Linked DNA regions of Cricetulus griseus: region 2 is linked to region 1. A link is a contact called in public Hi-C data. All regions are on one chromosome and are shown on one strand. Each heading gives the region's core, a stretch centred on a gene start, on an enhancer-like site or on the middle of the called end of the contact. The rest is flanking DNA. Distances are from core to core; before and after follow the strand shown. Region 1 holds the start of Setd6 (N-lysine methyltransferase SETD6). Region 2 has its middle 19 kb from the start of Slc38a7.

What was found. Hi-C and Micro-C count contacts between places; a contact is called where the count stands out from the background.
Region 2: a Hi-C map of the CHO-K1 cell line shows a contact between it and region 1, with 3 times the contacts expected there. The contact joins the enhancer-like site here to the promoter of Setd6 in region 1. A contact is called at or near these places in 2 of 8 Hi-C or Micro-C datasets (the CHO-K1 cell line and fibroblasts).

Annotation. Positions count from the first base shown.
Region 1 is chr3:171,902,328-171,904,849 of CriGri-PICRH-1.0, reverse strand. It overlaps Setd6 (N-lysine methyltransferase SETD6), which reads right to left and starts at 1,256. Exons shown (of 7, transcript XM_027405718.2): 1 at 852-1,256; 2 at 628-769; 3 at 341-535; 4 at 96-219. The coding sequence starts at 1,227. Ndrg4 (protein NDRG4) reads right to left here. Exons shown (of 16, transcript XM_035442606.1): 16 at 2,242-2,522.
Region 2 is chr3:172,028,616-172,031,137 of CriGri-PICRH-1.0, reverse strand. No RefSeq gene overlaps it. Among named protein-coding and RNA genes, the nearest start is that of Slc38a7, 19 kb to the left of the region's middle. Within about 2 kb of position 1,262, at least 4 of the 6 cell types and tissues checked have open chromatin away from gene starts, as enhancers often do. A contact at or near this core is called in the CHO-K1 cell line and fibroblasts, where this site is marked.

The DNA of each region.
Region 1 (2,522 bases), core at 7-2,506:
CAGGAGAGTAGCTAATCTGACCCATTCATTTTAATGTTAAGTAGGAAAATGGAGCACAATGACTTGACTCATTATGCACATAGGGGTTCACTCACTGCAGAGTACTCAAGATTGGCATTGTGATTGGCTATGTGGTTTAGTAAATCTGCAGCAGGCACCATCAAGGGGGAGTTGGGCTCCTTTTCATCATCATCCTCTTCCTCCAGTGGTTCTTGAAAGCTGCCACAGAGAGAATTCAACTAAGGCCCTCTCTTGGGTGAGGGGCCTGGAGTTCAATGTTCTTCCCCCTCAACAATGTTCTAAAGATGAGGGTCTGCTCCTCCAGGCTTTTAACACTGACCTATAAGCCATCACAAGAGCCACGAGCTGACGATAGAGTTCCAGTGAGCGAACAGTGGGGCTGAAGAGATCGGAGTGAGCCTCCATGAAGGGCAGGACGATGGAATGGTATTCGCTAGTGATGTTCACCAAATCCTTCTCCACGGCCTCCGGGACACCTGTACCCTGTAGGAGGCGCCGCCGTTCCTCCTCTGGCCTGCAAGGATAACCCATCCAGGGCCCTTCACAGCCTGCCCCTGAGCAAAGTGGTTGAAACGGGTTCTCCCCAGCCCTTCCCTTGGCTCTCACCAAAACATGGGATGCTCCAAACGCCCGAGCTCTGGCCAGAGCGCGAAGTAGGGGCTCCAGGGTGAGGCTGGGGCCTGCAGCTCGTGGAGCAGCGCCAGCAGCAGCGGCACCCACCCCGACAGGCTCTGCAGCGCGCCTCGCTCTAGGGAAGACACCCGGTGAACGCCCGCCCAGGCGCAATCCGGCAGCCAGCCCCGGAGCCAGCCCTCCGCCCCCCTACCCACCTCGCTCCAGCAGGCCGCTGATGGAGCAGGTGTGGGGAGACAGAAGCGCCGAGCGCGGCACTGCGAACAGCAGCTCCCCCGGCTGCACGCTCTCCCGCGCCACCATGCCGTAGCCGGCCACCGTGCCCTGCCGGCTCACCGCCACCTTGGGACTCAGCTCCAGCCCCACTCCCGCGCACCAGCGCAGGAAGCCGGCTACCGCGTCGCCGTCGGACTGGCCACCGCGGGGCCACGCCGCCAGCGGGGAGAAACAAGTGGCATGGCCGCGCCCGGGAGCCGGGGGCGACAGGGGGGCGCGGGTAACTCTCCGGACCGGGCAGGGCGTGGTGAGGGGCGAGCCGCCACTCACCCGCGCACGCTTGGCCGGAGCCGCCATGCCGGGAGGCGCCGCGTCCTCCCGGCGCTTCCGGCGACGCTGGATGCTAGCGGACGGGGCGGAGCTCGGGTCCAGGCACCCACGCCGCGGCCTCCCGCAGCAAAGCGTCTCTGGCAGGACCTCCAGCGGCTTGACATCTCCTTTGCGCGTCCGCGAGCACACAGGCCAGGTCTGTGCTGCCTCCAGCCTAGTTCTGGGCGAGTACCCGAGAGCGGGGTGCAGGAACAAAATCCGGTTTCTTCCAGGAGTCTTAGCTGCTGCGCGGTAGTGACCGACCACCTGTTAGCGATAACCATCTATTTCACCGACTTTCGTTCGATTAGATAGTTTGCACGTGGGTTTGAAGTGGCCTGAATGTTTTCTACATCTAACAGACACACATATCCACAGTTGCTAATTTACTCGTTTTTCATTTTCTGTATAGAGATGATAGGCTCTTTCATTTTACTTTTCATACATTGGAAGGAGTCAATATCAGGTGAATGAACGTGGATAAGTTGGCAGTGTAATTCTAGTACTTGGGAGGCTGAGACAGAAGTATTACTGGGAGTTCCTGTCCAGCCTAGGCTAGGGTGAAACTGTCTCAAAGCAACAAAAACCAAGCAAAAAAAAGTGGTGTGTCCTTGCTTTGAAGAGGTCTTACTGGCTAAGCTATTTCCTCATCTGTGACACCGAGAACTAGTGTCAGGATCGGTAAATCGTGTCTCAATCAGGGTATATGGCCTCATGGTAGAACCTTGAGTATCGTGTGTGACCACACTGGTTCAAACCCCATCACCCCAAAGGAAAAACAAAAAGCTAGGCAAGGGGGGCCTACATAATCCTAACACCCAGGAAGCTGAAGCAGGATTTCAATGAGTGTTCAAGGCCAGCCTGGGCTACAGCATGAGACCATGCAATCCTCACTCCCACCAAAATGTGTGTAACAGGCACTGAAGGTATAAAGATATACAGAAACAATTGCTACCCTCCACCCATCCGAGCCGGAGACAGCCAGGAAACATGACACACTCATACACTTCATTTCTTTATTAGTTTTTCTGCACAGTTAACTTTCTATATTAATAAGGGTTTTTGTTTTGCATTTTGTCATCTCAAAATCTCTTATCAGCCACCAGAACACACAAAACTAGGCTCTTAACTTTGTACAGAGAGGAAAGTAATGAACTCCATTAAAAGTTCACCTTGACCAAAGAGGAGACAACCACCAATTGGGAAAACACACACAGGAAGACCTGATATACATATATATATTATATAATGTATAGGTATTTATAGATATCTTAACACAGCAA
Region 2 (2,522 bases), core at 13-2,512, 130 kb before region 1:
AACAGGGAACATGGCATGCCCAGTCTACCTTGGTGGTCTGTGAAGAATAGAGGTAGGGGAATTTTTTTTTTTTTTGGTTTTTTGAGACAGGGTTTCTCTGTGTAGCTTTGGAGCCTATCCTGGCACTCGCTCTGGAGACCAGGCTGGCCACGAACTCAGAGATGGCCTGCCTCTGCCTCCCGAGTGCTGGGATTAAAGGCGTCAACTCCATCTAGGTACAACTCTGAAGAAAGCCAAGGCTCAGCAAGAGAAGTTAAATAGTTAGCTGGGGTTGCATTGGTCACATCAGTGGAGCCACACAGTGTTCTTATCATGAACAAATCAACAAGGAACCAGAGAACACTCTCAGCCAGCACAATGACCTCTGATACCACAGGGCAAGCCAGGGACTCACAGTCCTCATTCAGGCACGTACATCAGATCTCAAAACCCTCAGAACTCAGCCTCTTTCAGCTAATCCACATCAAGTGGTCAGCTCCTGCTGGCTAGGGGCCTGGACAAGGTCTTCACCTCTCAGGGCAGCTTATCTAAAAGGAACATAGTCTGACCTCATTCACATAACTCACTGGGCAAAGCTGAGTCATTAAGACAGTGCTTGAGGGCTGGGGATTCCTGCATCCATAGAGTCCTTGCGAGGCTCTGGATACTAACAAAAAAGATAGAAGGAAGGAAGGGAAAAAGGGAGGGAAGGAAGGAAGGAGAAGAAAAAGTGGCCACATTTCCTTCTGTTTTGTCTTGGGAAGATGCATGCTGGGTATGCCCACTGCTTCTAGTACTTCAGCAGTTTCTCACACTCTAATATGAAAGCAAGTCATAAGTGAAGAGCCATCTGGGATCTCTAAACTGTTTTTCTGCTTCAGCAGGTCTGAGGTGGAGCCTATGTCTAACACTCCCATGAGGCAATGTTTCTGCTCTTGACAACAGAGGGCCTGTTGGTTGGAGCAGTCTTTGACCTCAGATAGACGTGGGTTGATGCCCAAAGATGCCTCATTACCTGCAAGAGCTCAGAGACTTGACTCACTACTCGAGCCTCCTTTTGCTAGGCTATGAGAGTGGCAATGGTGCTACCTCATCAATAAGACACTGGAAATCTAAGAGAAACTAATGTAGTGTGTCTCTGCGTGGAAAGAATAAGCAACTGCAGTTTCTCTTTCAGAAGACAGGGGTCGCCCTTACATAATTTCTGTTTATGGAGTTGGCGAGTTGGCACTCTCAGAGGAGACTCCAGGCCTCTGAGTCACAAGAGCTTTCGCTTGGTTCATCTGAGTGACACCCTTATACAAGGGCAGGGCCACCTCAGAGTCACAGCCTCCAGTCTGATGTGGAAATCATACTAACCAAACAATTCTAATTGTGTAGGTGTAATGTGGTTTCTCAGTTTCTTCTCAGAAGGACACAGGCATGGACTGACTGGCTGAGGTGGGCCCCCAGGCCACCACCCTGGCCTCAAGACAAGGCTGACTCTGTACATGGCAAGCCACCTCCATGACCAGGTGGGAGCCAGGCTGCACTGAGAGCAGGCTTTTGTTGTGGTTTGGTTTGGGGGTTTTGAGGATCTTGTGCTGCAGCCCAGGCTGACCCTGACAAGGCAGTCCCACTGTGTCAGTCTTCCAAAGGCTGGGATTGCAGTCACAGCACCACACCTGGCTGAGAGTGCACGTTTGTATCATTCTTCACTGCCTTGTCCACCTTTCCTTACACCCCCAGCAAGTCAAGTTCACAAGAAACACCATCTCAGGCCCTACTTCTAAGCAGTCCACCTAGACCCTAAACTCCTTCATTCTTATTCCATGAACAATCTAGGAAATGCATGTGGCTCCTGAGGTTTGCAGTGGGTGGTAAGAGGTAAGGAGCCCAAATCAGGATAGGTTATATGGAATTCCGCTCTGAACTGGCCAGAACGAACCCCTGCCTCTCCCTCCTTTGCAGCTCTGAAAAGCTGCTAAGCCCCTACAGGAAAAAGGAGATAGGGAAGCTAAATGAACCCCCAAAAGGCCTACAGATAGCCTAGTGTGAAGAGTAGGTCCCTAACCAATGGTCTGCAGCCATAGCTTCAGCTGGCAAATAAATCGAAAGCAAGGTGTGTGGGGTTTCTACCTGGCTAAGGCTGAACAACTGTACCGCTGCAGAGAGCATACCAGAGCTCCAATACAGATTAAAGAATTTGGAGGAGACAGCCTTAACATAGACCAAAGGGACTGATGTGGTGTGTGGTGGTGACACCCACTCTTAATCCCAGCACTCAGGAGGCAGAGGAAGGGGGAATCTCTGTGAGTTCAAGGCCAACCTGGTCTACAGTGTGAGTTCCAGGATATCTAGAGCTACAGAGCAAGGCCTTGTCTTAAAAAGCCAAATAATAAATACATAATGTTAAATATTTATTTATTAGACAATAATATAAAGACAAATAATAATAAGTTAAAGAACATATAGAGAGACAGAGAGCTGAGAACCTATCACTAATGCACAGAGTAATGAAGAAGATATTATAATCATAAACTAAAATAAAAGATGCTTTTAAA